2 separate regions of the Rattus norvegicus genome follow, and region 2 is linked to region 1. Evidence: chromatin contacts called from public Hi-C data. All regions are on one chromosome and are shown on one strand. The core of a region is the stretch at or near the end of the contact, and the rest is flanking DNA. Distances in the headings are between cores, read along the strand shown.

Region 1 (7,103 bases), core at 1,883-4,382:
CCATCCATCCACCCACCCACCCACCCACCCACCCACCCACCCACCCACCCACCCACCCATCTATCTATCTATCTATCTATCTATCTATCTATCTATCTATCTATCTATCTATCTGTTTGTTTTTACACTCCAGATTTTATTCCCCTTCCGGTCCACCCCACTCCGAGAGTTCCACATCCCAGTCCCACATTTCCCCCACCCCCATCCCCCCACCTCCCGTTTCCACATGGATGTCCCCACCCCACCCACCCCACTAGACCTCCAAACTTCCTGGGGCCTCCCATGGAAGAGGGTTAGGTGCATCTTCTCTGACTGAGCTCAGACCCGGGAATCCTCTGCTGTATATGTGTTGGAGGCCTCATCTCAGCTGCTGTATGCTGCCTGGTTGGTGGTTCAGTGTCTGAGAAATCTCAGGGGTCCAGGTTAATTGAGACTGCTGGTCCCCCTACAGGGTTGCCCTCCTCCTTAGCTTCCTCCAGCTTTTCCCTAATTCAACCAGAGGGGTCAGCAGCTTCTGTTCATTGGTTGGGTATACATATCTGCATCTGACTCTTTCAGCTGCTTGTTGGGTCTTTTGGAGGGCAGTCCTGGTAAGTCCCTTTTTGTGAGCACACCATAGGCTCGGTAGTGGTGCCAGGTCTTGGGGTGGATGCCACTTGAGCTGGATGCCACTTTGGGCCTGTCGCTGGATCTTCTTTTCCTCAGGTTCCTCTCCATTTTCATCCCTGCATTTCTTTCAGAGAGGAAGAATTATGGGTCAGAGGTTTGGCTGTGGGACAGCAAACCCATTCCTCACTTGATGCCTTGTCTTTTTGCCGGAGGTGGGTTCAATAAGTTCTCTCTCCCCGTGTAGGGCCTTTTGTCTACGGTTCTCCCCTTTGAGTCCTGAGAGTCTCTCACTTCCCAGGTCTCTGGTACTTTCTAGAGGGTCTTTCCAACCTCCTTCCTTCTGAGGTTGCCTGTTTCCATTCTTTCTGCTGGCCCTCAGAGCTTCAGTCCTTTTCCCCACCCAATAACTGATCATGTTCCCCTTTCCCCCAACCACTACCCATCCCTCCCTGCTTCCCTCCTGACTTGTGGTTACTTTCTTCTTCCTCCCAAGTGGGATCCTCACTTGGGCCCTTCAGCTTCTTGAACTTTTTGAGTTCTGTGGACTGTATCTTGGGTATTCTGTACTTTTTTTGTTGTTTGTTTGTTTGTTTGTTTGTTTGTTTGTTTTGGCTAATGCCCACTTGTTTGTGAAAATATACCATGCATGTCCTTTTACCTCTAGTTCCATCTATTTGCCTGTAGAACTCAGAATGTCCTTGTTCTTAATAGCTGAGTAGTATTCCATTGTGTAAATGATCCACATTTTCTGTATCCATTCTTCTGTCATGGGACATCTGGGTTGTTTCTAGCTTCTGGCTATCACAAATAAGGCTGCTATGAACATAGTAGAACATGTGTCCCTGTGGCATGGTGGGGCATTTTTTGGTTATATTCCCAAGAGTGGTATTTCTGGATCTTTAGGTAGGTCTATTTCCAATTTTCTGAGGAACCTTCAAATTGATTTCCAGAGTGGTTGTACCAGTTTGCAATCCCACCAGCAATGGAGGAGTGTTCCTCTTTCTCCACATGCTTGCCAACATGTGTTGTCACCTGAGATTTTGATCTTAGCCATTCTGACTGGTGTGAGGTGGAATCTCAGGTTTTGATTTGCATTTCTATGATCACCAAGGACTTTGATTGTTTCTTCAGGTGCTTCTCAGCCATTGGAGATTCCTCTATTTCCAATTCTCTGTTCTGGCTTTGAACTCTGGCATTAGTTTTAGCTACCCAGTTCAGAGTGTTACCAGAGGAGTGAGGTCAAACACCATGCCCTGGTAGGTCTAAAATGCTAGGCTCAGCTGCCTCCTCAATACATCAATTCAAGAGACAACTAATAGTGAAAAGCTGGGAAAAGAGATTAATTCAATGGTCTCATTCAGAAGAGAAACTGGAAAAGAAATCTAGTAACCACACCTTCCCAAGTGCATCATGGGAAGGGCCCCATCATGAGGTCTGTATTTAAATAGAGGGTAAGAAGTGTGCATAACTTAACAGTTGGGGCAAAGACGTAGCTCCTTCTGTCTTTGTCTCTGTTCTCATGTCTCTTCTGCAAAGTGTTCTGACAAGTTATCAGAATTGTGTGACATCTCTTTCTGGTAGGCAAGTACCCCCTCTGGCTGACACCAGGCTCCCAGCATGAGATTTCTGGGGAAATACCAATTTCCGAGGTTCATCATCTTAATAGTCTTAATAGCCAAAAGAAGAGGCACCAGGAGTCCCTTCCTCTTGCCTGGAAGGTTGTAATTGTTTCCATCTCTGTGAAATGATCAGTGGAAGCAAACCACAGTGGACCTTCAGTGCCTGAACATCACAGCTGCTCTTTCCCTTTCGATGAGGATGGTTTTCGTTCATTTCATTGTATATCACCCTCAGGAAGAACATAGAGAGAGGGAAAAAACACAAAATGAAATCCAGTCCCTAAGGTAACCAGTACTTCTAATTGATATAGTATCATGTTGTACTCTGAAAACTTATCACTGTGGTTTCAATTCTTCTGCTATTAGTAAAGACTTGAACCTTAATCAATGCCCAGCACAGTGAAAGCTGTGAAGGGTCTCTGTACAACAGAGCTGTGGAGTTGAGAATGTTTGCCAGAGACTTGGGAAAACTTAGGTAAGCTGTTCTAAGCTGGTATCTCTTATGCTCATAGGTAATTAGAGGCAAAAGAATATGTTATGTGAGATAGTTGTGACAATTAGGACTACATTACTGCCAGATAGGTTGGTATTCTGTACCTAATTGGATCCAAGTGGCCAGACCCTGGCAACTACGGTTGCTCAAGTGTCAAGCAGGGTGGTACCTGTTTCAGCTACCCAATACAGCTCTTTGCAGAACAAAACAGCAACAGAATTACTCCAAACTCTTGCAGGAAGAATTAATGTTCACTGAAGTTCTAGTGAAGTTTTGAAATCACTGGATTATTTGTTTTTCTCACGTGAATGCTTTTGCGTAAGTCGAAACTTTGATAACTATCAACTGGATAGCAAACACAGAGAGGTGTTACACACAGCAGATGTTGAGACTTTGTATTTTCAGCTTTTTCTACTTACTCACGTGATGGGAACAAGAACCTGCTGCCTTCCAGTAGCCCTGAGAGCAGAGAGGGCTGACTCTGCAGGCCTTGGCCGAGAGAGAGAGAGAGAGAGAGAGAGAGAGAGAGAGAGAGAGAGAGAGAACGAAACAGAGACAGAGACACACAGAGAGAGACAGAGGCAGAGAGACAGAGAGAAACAGAGACAGAGACACAGAGATAGGGACAGAGAGAGAGTGAGACAGAGAGATCTGTAAGACAGACCCACCCTCACACTGAACTTCAACCTTGGCTCCTGACATTCATAGATCGCCAGTCAGAAAGTGAATGGTGAGCCAAGTGAACTATGCAATGTCACCCTTCTAAACTAGGCAGCATGACCATAAATTTGGTCAGCTTTTTAAATGAGAGCTGGAGGAATTATCTACGTATTTCCACATTCCATTCCATGTCCTGGAGGACATGGCTTGTCACTTGCTGTTAGTTTTCTGCAATTTCTTTTTGATGGCTTCTTCACCTATGTGTCTTACAATTCCTTGGCTTTGTTTTCATCAGTGTTGTGAAGTTTCATATCTCTTGCAAGTTGTACAATTTTAATTGACACAGTGTTTCGTTGGCACTGGAGGCCCATTCAATAAAAGCTATTTCCTCCTGGTGGAAAGAAATCTACCTCTGAGTGGAGACAGTGGTGTTCCATAAAGATTAATCCCATTGGGCAGGTCAGTCACCTGACCAAGGATAGGAGGAACAATTATCCCTTTAGATAAATGTCCCAGTGAAGGCTTCTATTGCTGTGATGAAACTCCATGACCAAAAGCAAGTTGGGGTTAAGGTTAGGGTTCGATTTACACATCCATGTTGCAATCCATCACTGAAGGAAGTCAATACAAGAACACGAACAGGACAAAAACCTGGAGGTAGAAGATTTTCTCATCATGGCTTCCTTAGCCTTCTTTCTTTTAGATCCCAGAACCAACTGCCCTGGCATGGCACCACCCACAAAGGCTGGGCCCTTCCCCATCAATCACTAATTAAGAAAATGTCCTACAGCCAGATGTTCTGTGGGTGTTTTCTTCATTGTAGGACCCTCCTTTCTGATAACTTAAGCTCGTGTCAAGTTGACATAAAACTGGCCAGAACAGAAATTTTGCCCCTGCAAGTCATTCCAGAGCCTTCCTCGGATTCTGTTAGGTCTGTCCCCCTTTCCAACTCAAAAAAGGATGATTAACCCTTTAAAAATTACATATTTTTCTATTTTTCAGATTAAGATGTAATTACATTATTCCCCTTCCTCTAACTGCTTCCCTTAACGCCTTTTTCTTTTTTCTTTAATTGTTGATATATGTATATATCACATAAATTCCTAAATATATAAAATATAACCTGCTTAGTTTATATAACTTTACTCGTGTATATGTGATTTCATGGCTGACCACTTGGAATTAGATAACCAGTTGGTTATATTTTTCTGGGAGACCATTTCTCCTGCTCTCAACATTCCTTAGTTGGTTGTGGCTCTTTGTGTAGGGTTGAGGCCCTGTGAGCTTTCTCCAGTTCACATGAGCATGTCTGTTATCTGTTGTGTCTGCCTTGCTCAGGTCCTGTTTAGGCAGCCATGTTGATGATCCTATATACATAGCTGTAGCTTCTAGGAGATGTAATCTCACAGCACACCTCCTGCTCCTCTGACTCTTACAGTCTGTAAGCTCTCTTCTGCTACAGTTCCTGAGCCTCTTTTGTTGTCTTTTGTGCCTTTGTTTAAGACACTGGCCAGAGGGGTTGGGGATTTAGCTCAGTGGTAGAGCGCTTGCCTAGGAAGCACAAGGCCCTGGGTTCGGTCCCCAGCTCCGAAAAAAAAAAAAAAAAAAAAAAAAAAAGACACTGGCCAGATGTTTTATCTGGTGCTCTGGGTTACTCCACTCTTTCTCTAAAGCTCCCTCCCTCCCTCCAAGCCATTCAAGTCAATTGTTTGCCGTCTGCTGCTGTGGATGTCCAGGCCTAACTCAGAAACCGAGGTTTTCTCTCCTTCTCTCCATCCTCCTTCTCCAGGCAGCTGCTGAGATTTACGGTCCCCTTGCTCTGTTTTGTTTTGTTTCTTTTATTCTTATTCTGAAATCTCAAGCCGAAGATGCAAAATTTAAAATGAAAGTAATATCGAAACATTCCACTTGAACTCTCTATAGAAGATGTAAAACAAGTTTGAAGCCTGGATCCCTTGGGGAGTCGTTTTTATAAAGATTCACTCTTCCCTTGTATAATTTTAAAGCCAATCTAACCACAAAGGTCACTTACTACATCCAGGGGTGGTAGCTTCCCCTGCTTGTCATGGATTTACTTGCTAATGGAAGTTTTTTTTTTTTTCTCTCTCACAGCTGGAATACTTTCCCTCATCCATCTTTGCTCAGTGTGTGATCTGGTTCAGCTCAAGACAGTAACTTCAGAATACTGATAGCACTGCATAAGGGAAGTGTTACACCATCTGCAGATGAGGAAGCTCAGCCGATTGTCTCCATGTGCCCCAGGGTCACACACCGGCTCACACAGAACCTCACCTTGCTCTCGTGATAGAATTCAAGTGAGGCAGAGAATTCGACCGCCAAAAATAGAACCAAAACAAAATCCAAAGCACGGGTTCCACCCTAGCCAGCTGCCTTCGAGAACCACAGGTCCTCGCAAATTGTTTTAGGCTAATGGGGGCTGTGTTTACAGCTGAGTGGCAAGATCTACTACTGAGTTGTGAAATCATCTTGGTGGATAGCAACACACTTGTTTTGAAAATAGCTTGGGAAAGACTAGAATAAAGGACGATAAAAAAAAGTTGAAGCACCTCATACCTAGAACAAATGAACATTGGGATCATCACGCATAGCCAGGACAGAGATGAGAGGTCTTTGTGGTAACAGTAACAGCCCCAGTCAATGGTGAGCAAATGAGTGAGTGAGTGTGTGTGTGTGTGTGTGTGTGTGTGTGTGTGTGTGTGAAGAAGCTCACAATTGCTGTGTGTGCTCAGCACACAGAGAGGTGACATAAGAGGTGAAGCTGGACCCTGACCAGGAGTTGTACTGAGTTATGAGTAACAACATTCTTCTGCAGACAGTGAACCACAATAGGCTCTTGCTCTCAGAGGTGTCATGACAGGACATCTGAGAGTTGTGCAGAAGGCTCATCCCAGCAGTAAGCAGACAGCAGTTGCAGCGGACAAGGAACAAGGCCTGTGTACACCTGCTTTCTTCTGCTCCAGGACTTAGCACATGTGGCGCATGCTGCCTACGTCTCTCATAGCTTCTGTGACAGTGCTCTGGCCCTGAGCTTCTCATTTCCCATATATCAGCAAAATTTCTTGACACCCCCCCCAAGGTCCCTAAATTGAGTATCATGCTCATGACAATATAATTAATGTGCTTTTAGTCAATGTTTGCGTCCTGCAGAAGGAATGTGTGCTGTTCGTGGGAGCATCTCACAGTTCAGCCTGTCTCACACCCTGCTGTTTAATATGTGAAGGGTTAGTGACACCACGGAAGGAGAACTTCAGCACAAAGGATCTTAGAAAGGGAAGCCAGAGGGACTCGGGGTTTTTCCAAGCAAAGAGCAACAAAATAAATATCAAACCATTCTTCCTTTAAATACACATTATTCCACATGTGCTCTGGGGCCAGGGACTGTTCTGGACCTGGGAAACTGACACACCTAAGACATGGTGTCCTAACAGGACATGGCTGGCAACTGGAGTAATTTTTAGAGATAACATTTCCTCCTGCTCACAGCACTTTATATACATTACTTTATATACATTACTCTGATAACTTTATGAGGCAGTCAGGAGCTGTTATTGCTGTTCTATAAGTAATAAAACTTAAGCTACACAGAGTAAGTACCTTGCTTGAGCACCACTGTATGTGACAGAGCTGGGGTTTGGTCTTTAATGCATCGCATCGGATCCTGCCTGAGACTGGGACACAGGTAGGAAACAAACCCCCAAGAA
Region 2 (7,103 bases), core at 3,003-5,502, 390 kb before region 1:
TTTTTAACTTGTTTCCTTCTCTATTTCATCATTATCCTCCTTTCAGACTTTCATGAACTCCTAAAACATTTGGTTGTAGAACTAAACAAGAGAATGAGAACTGGGAAGAACCTTGGAACAATGCGGAAAGGCTGTCCGGATGCTCTCCTGTGCTCCTCAGTACTGCCGAATCTTCCTTGGGGCTCTGGCACTGTACTGCGACTCAAATTTTGGTACAAACTGTTGAAGTGCTTTTTCCTTGTTTTGTTTTGTTTTTTTTTTATTGATCTACATAGTAATCTAGTGTTCTATTCCTGGAACACCACGCTCTTTGAGATTAAGGCTCATTACTTTTGCTTTCTAGCCTGCCAGCTCTAGTTTGAATAGATGTAGTTCAGGGACTGTTGTTCCTAGGCATTCCACCTAGGAGCGTGCCTGTGGAGCGTGCAGATGCCCCACCCCTGAGCTATACCCCAACCCATATGGAAGTGCTGAAGGGGCTGTCTCCAGAGTGCTAGCCTGTGGTAGTAATACTATTTTTTAAAACCATCAATGATTTTTTAAAAATCCTTTCTTCTTCTGGTTGTCCTTGCAATTAAATCAAATAAAAAGAGGCATATGCTCAAAGTTTTACTGTGGGAACAGCTAAATATACAAATAAACATCCTTTTCTGCTGTGCCGTATGAAGGACTCAGATCTGTGTTTTTAGCTGTTCAGAATGTTAGAGTTACCTATGTTGGTTAGTGGAGTTGGTTTTCAGTGTGGAAAGAGAAGACTGTAAGAAAAACTGGCAGTAACTTACAGGGCCTCTGTCACCTTCCCTAACCCTGTCCCAGTCTGCCACATTCTGTGATAGATGAGTGATCAGCAAAGCTTAGTTTATTGGTGCTTGTTAAAGCAGGATTCCATATGGGGGGAAATCATCAGGCAGCTGGCAGGTTCCAGCTTCTCCCAAACTGTATGTAACCTGTTCCCAGACAATCGTCTTGACCAGTGTTCCTCATATTTTAAACAAGCTGTTAAACACATTTACACAGCCTTTCTGTTGGAACATTCAACTTGGCAATAAGTGTTTTGCGCTTGATAGGTTCTCAAAGATTCCTTCTGCCCAAGAGAGACTCCGGCAAGCACCACTTGAGGGGTGCTTTATACAGTTGTAGATGCCGTTGCCCAAACTGCACATCTCTGTGCCTGCCTCCCAACACAAGTCAGATATGGGAACCAACTCCCCACCAACTACACACACACACACACACACACACACACACACACACACACACACACCTCTGTCCTTTTCAGTATTAGTACTCCATTTTTTTTTTCATTTCCACACATCTCTATAAAAATCTGGGATCTATAACCCCAGGTCATCATACATAGCTTGAAAATAAAAGAGAATGACTTCTGCTTTCTTAATAAATATCATTTTAATAAATACCCCAACATGTTAACCTATACCAATGAATAGACTTTATTTATTTATTTATTTATTTATTTATTTATTTATTTATTTATTTATTGTGCTTCCAGACCTACAGTTTGAATAGATATAGTTCAGGAACTGTTGGTCCTAGGCATTCCACCTAGGAGTTTATGCCTGTGGAGCATGCAGATGCCCCACCCCTGAGCTATACCCCAACCCATACAAAAGGGACTGTCTCCAGAGTTCTAGCCTGTGGTATTAATACATTTTTTTAAAAAAAATTAAACCATCAATGATTTTTCAATCATTTCTTTTTTTCTGGTTGTCCTTGCAATTAAATCAAATGAAAAAGAGGGATATGCTCAAAGTTTCCCTGTGGGAACAGCTAAATATACAAGTCCCAACGTTTCCCATTAAGAAACAGTCAACTGGGGAGACAGATGCTCAACTCTAGCAAACCGTTGTCTTCGAAAACTGTGAGTGAGCGCAGAGCCCACGTCCTCACGGTCCCTCTCACTCTTACACAGCAGCAAAGAATTCCTTTCAGCTTTACTGATTTGTACTATGGAAGTAGGACAATCTAGAAGACTAGCTCTTGCTTCTCCCTTGTGTTCATTGTCCAGAAAGGACAAGTTTCTGGAGACAGAGGAGGCAGTATTGTCCAGGATGAGTCATTAGGCCTGGATTGCTATTCCTTTTCATTCAGTGCTTGAGGGAAGCTTCCCTTGAGGATCAAAGGCAGGGAGAATGTAGGAATAGGGCTTCTCAAGGCCGGAAAGCCAAGGCCTACTGCTCCAACTATGTCCTTGAGGTACCGTGTTTGAACAGAAAATAAGACCCTGAGAGGCCAACAAGAAGTGCAATTTAAACTGCACCTAAGATAATAAAATTGGCTGAAAAAATAAAAAACAGATTTCGCAGAACTAGCTTTCCTGTAAATGCCTCGTGGACAGCTCATAAGCAGCTGAAGTTATTAGTGTTTGGTCCTAGAGGACTCTTCTCTAAGGGTGGTCCAGCAGTGACCCTTTCAGCTGTCTTATCCACATTATCGATAACTCCCCAAGTTCCCACACAAAGTCTCTCCTGCCATTGTGTTACATGGCAAGAAGAACAGGGCTTTTTGGTTTTTTGTTTGTTTGTTTTACTTCCTTGAGTAGTCCAGGGTTGGGGCAGCAGTAGTAACTTAGGATGCATTCAGATGTGATCACACAGCTACCCTTGATGGTGAAGAGCTAGAGTGACTTAGTGTATCTGTGTATTAAGTTAGGAAATGTTTAGCAGAAACATAGCTGCATTTGAAAACGAGATTGTGCACTTGGGGGCAGAAGCAGGTGGATATTGGAGTTCAAGGCCAACATGGTCTACAGAATGAGTCCCAGGATAGCCGGGGCTAACAGAGAAACCCTGTCTCAAAAACTCCAAGAAAATAAAAAATTAATGAGATTGAGTTTTGAAAATACTTAAAGTATTTCCTGACCTCCAGGTACTACTTTAAGCATTCTAGATATCTAGGTTGGGAGGCACTGAAACACACCCCACAGCTGTATTGGCCAGTAACGGAAAGTCTACTTGTTGTAGAAAGTTGATAGTTCCTGCTCCATGGACACTGTCATCTCTTAAACCAGACTTTAGAATCACCCAAACATTTGGGGAAGTGAAAAACAATATACTTTGTTAAACAGACTGTTCTTTTTTATTTTTAATGGTGTACTGATACATGACAAATGATAAAAGCAACTCCAAGTTGTGTCAGCCACACTAAGGCATCTGACATCACAGAGAATCTCTTAAACAGCCACCAAAGAAATGGAGAGAAGAAATTAAATGTTTGAAAAAAAAATAGAGAAGAGCCTTGGGAAATGGCTCAGTATGTAAGGGGTTGACTGCACAACTATGAGGGCTTACGTCAGGACCCTCAGAAAACATATAAATCTGGGCAGGCATGACAGCCTCCTATCATTCCTTGTCTCAGAAAGCAAAGACAAGTGACAGCGCGCGCGCACACACACACACACAGACACACACACACACACCACACAACAGTGCTAGCTGGATTAGCTCTGACTTCAAATGGAAGGCCCTGCTCTCCTAAATATAAGGTGGAAAGAGATTGGGGAAAATATTTGACAATAACTTTAGGCCTCCCCACAGATACATGCACACATGTGATAAAACCAAAGACACACATGCAGAAGAAAGTGGACTAGAATCTTAGTTCTTAGCACCTTACAGGAGTTCTCATGGTTTGGAACATTCGTCTGTGGGATGGATGTGGTAAAATTCCTATACACAGTAGATGGGTGGCCTCTCAGAGGGGCTCAGGTTTACCCCAAAGAATGATCAGTAACAGCAGCGCTCCATGGGGCTGTCAGGATTAGTCCCTCATTGGATTATTTAATCCTGACCTTCATTGGTGGTAGGAATAGAAAGACATTTAGTCTCCATACACCAGATTTTGTGCTCCAACCTGTTTATCATCCTGAGTGGCCAGGTCCCTCACAGATTCCAGAAGTCTCTGAAGAACTCTGAACATTGTCAAAGGCTTTAGTAAGGAGCTCTAACGGAAGGTTAGAGGAACAGCTAGAGGAAGGTTAGAGGAAGGTCAGGAAGTCACAGCTAAATCAAGGCTTCTAGAGAAATGTTTCGCAGGGTGCTGCTTCAGTCAGATTATTTTCTGTTAGACACTGAAGATCACTTCCTGACCATAGCTTAGCTCCAACTGTCCATACTGCTCAGACTCCATGCCTGGTGAATGTAATGGTCGGTTTTGTAATGTGTATTTGAAAGGTCACTCACTAGGTGAGGGCAAATGAAAGCCGTCGCTATGATTTGGAAATCAGCTCTCAGAAGCGGCTGAGTGACCTCCCTTGGACCTTCTGCATGTGTCATGGTGCATTTTAGGATCTGTCGTAGCCAAGGCTTGTGAAAGTAGCTTTTGGGAAGGAAAAGTAGCTTTTTGGGGAAGCTAGGAGGACAAGGGGAGTGGCTCACAGGAGCACAAATGCAGACTCACAACCCATATCAGGGTTGAAATTGCTAGGTCCTCACTGCCAACTTCCCAGCAGGCTGGCTTGAAGATGACAACAGCTCAGGGAGCCTTTGAGCAAGGGAAGAGAAATAAATTCTTATTTCCCTGAAAACTAAATTCTCAGGTGGTTGCCTGACAGGGGAAAGGGAGGATTTTTAAATCATGGCTTTTGTTGATGTTCTCTGGCTTTTTCTTGGGAGGCTGCTTCAAGCAATAAAGTGAGGTATGCAGTAATCCTGTCAGGTGGTACGCCAGGCTGTAAGTCTTCTGCAGGCTGCCTGCTTACCCACACAATTCACATAGGGGCTGAAAACCTTAACTTATCAGGGAAGGAACTAAGTTTTACAGAGTTCCTTTAACCAAATAGGCTTGCTGCTTTCTTCCTGCATCTGCCAAGTCATTCTGGCCATTTTCATTGATCTCACCAGATGAGTAACATTTTAAATCCCAAAGGCTTAAATGGCAATGTAGAAATAACTCCTTATCATTTTTTTCCAATTTAATTCTTCACTCTTTGTCATATTTTCATTTTCGTGCATTAGTTCCCATGACAACAGGTCTGTTGGCAGAGAAAGTGTAACTCTTAGCGTTGATCACAATATAAATTCCTTTCCAGGCAAGTGCCACCTGAACATGCAAAGACTGGAGTTCTCTTGCTAATGACATCTTCTTACCTCTTATATTGATTTCCTATCCCATCCCCCAGCAAAGCTCTTACAGAAAAAAAAAAAAAAAAAAAAAAAAAAAAAGCAAACAAAAACAAAAACATGCAGAGGCCTTCCAGGCAGCTACAGCTTCAAGGATTTAACCTTTGGGTTCTCATGGCTTCCCCATTCCAAGTGTCAAAAATGTGAATGTGTCTATCAGGGATGTACAGAAGACAACTTTCAATCTCTATCAAAACCACCCGGTGTGTCTGAGGAAATCGACATGCCCTGAAACGAGCCTCACATCAGTGTCTGATGGCGAGAGGAGAGGAGAGGCACTTAAGCAGTTTTCCTCCCAGTAAGTCAATGGCAAAAAGGCCAAGCAAGCTCTAAGCTCTTGAAAAGGAGCAGACTCCGGTGGAAAGCAGGCGACATGCTCCCTGTATGGGGGAGGGGGCTGCTTCGGTTCAGACAATTTGTGACCAAGTGTGTAAGAGCAAGCGATTGCATCAAGCTTGGCCATGTGTGCATACGATCCCAGCAATGGAGGTCAAAGGCAGGAGGATTACAAGTTTGAGGCCAGTGTGGGCTACATAGGAAGGACTAGCACGTAAAAGGCCCACTGAAGCTAAAGAAATGGAATGTAGAGATAAAGGTAAGAGGAATAGGCAGAAAGCCCAACCCCAAGATTAAACGTTTGTTTTAAGCTTTAGGCTCCATCATGGCTTGACATTGGCAGTCCCAACCACTGCTTCAGTATCCAGAAGCAACAGGTCTACCGTCAGAAGGACTTACCCAGATATGTGTAGATTTTTTTTTTTAAAGAAAAACTGATGAATTCAGGGGAATGAAATAGATATTAAATAAAAGGTGGTTATCTCAACTACAGTTAGGAAAAACGATCAAATGTAAATGATCTTTTTGCTTAGTCTTATGAGACACTTAAGCACTAAGCCGCTTGTATAAATGTATTTTTGGCTGTTCAAAGGTTATTTTCCTATATTAAGAAGTTTATTAAAACCTTTTATTGCAACTCAGGTTTTGTGTCTCTTAGACACGCATTTTTCTTTGCTAGTTTGTTTTGCACAGCTGGAGTTTCGAGGTTGCATAATGCCTGGGCACTGCAGGTCAGCCGAACCGCCTGATAGCTAGACTAAGGAAGGTACTTGACACATGGACAAACCACATTGTTTCTCATAGCTCTCCATGCCTCTACTACAGTTAGTCGGGAAATCTTAGATGGTTTTGTTTTTGAAGTCTCTGGAAAAAACCAAGACGAATCTCTCAGGCAGATAAAGAATTTCCCGTATTTGCTTAAATGTACTATTGAAATAAGTATTATTTCCAATACTTGTTCTTCCACTCAGAGGGCACACAATGGTCTCAGACCAGGGAGAGGACATCTGGCTTAGATCAGGACTGCTAAGTGCTGTGTAACTCTTAGGGAACTTTGTTTTGATGTCAGTGTCAACAGACTGCAAGGAATGTTTCATATTCCTGCTCCAATAATTAGACATTTTCTTTGCTTCCCTCCTCTAAAGAGCAAGCCTTACTGTGGTACGTTTGGAGTAAAGACAGATGTAACCGACAGGCAAACGCACTTTTGTTGGAAGAATCAATTAAGGTCTTTTTGTATTCAGTGAATAGAAGGGACTGAAGGCTGATTGAGAATGTGAAACTGTTTACACATGAAGGGACTCTGTCCAGGGCTGGCAGGAAGCCAGAGGTAGATATATCTATTGAACTTCAAAAGGGTACGGTCACTGCAAGGTCACTACAGGTTATAGCAAGAACCAGACTTTTCTTTCCTACTTACAGCCACCCAAGGGTACCTCACTCTCTCACTCTCGGCTGTGTATGAGAAACTCAACTGTAGTCTCATTCTTTTCAGGAAAGAAATACTAAGCATCAGAAAAGTAATTCTGAAGGAAGACAATGGTGGGGTTCCAAGAGGTTTGTAAAGAATTATACAAACACACTGCAGACGATTTTTTAAAAATATTCATGAAATTTATTTTTCACTTT

Evidence for each region. Hi-C and Micro-C count contacts between places; a contact is called where the count stands out from the background.
Region 2: a contact with region 1 is called in a Hi-C map of liver, with 3 times the contacts expected there. The contact joins two enhancer-like sites. A contact is called at or near these places in 6 of 12 Hi-C or Micro-C datasets (the A7r5 cell line, the Rat2 cell line, Schwann cells and 2 more).

Annotation. Positions count from the first base shown.
Region 1 is chr2:249,401,295-249,408,397 of GRCr8, reverse strand. It overlaps a transcript of Ptger3 not described here. Among named protein-coding and RNA genes, the nearest start is that of Ptger3, 140 kb to the right of the region's middle. Within about 2 kb of position 3,132, at least 4 of the 93 cell types and tissues checked have an H3K27ac peak or open chromatin away from gene starts, as enhancers often do. A contact at or near this core is called in liver, where this site is marked.
Region 2 is chr2:249,791,235-249,798,337 of GRCr8, reverse strand. It overlaps a transcript of Lrrc7 not described here. Among named protein-coding and RNA genes, the nearest start is that of Lrrc40, 34 kb to the right of the region's middle. Within about 2 kb of position 4,252, at least 14 of the 93 cell types and tissues checked have an H3K27ac peak or open chromatin away from gene starts, as enhancers often do. A contact at or near this core is called in liver, where this site is marked.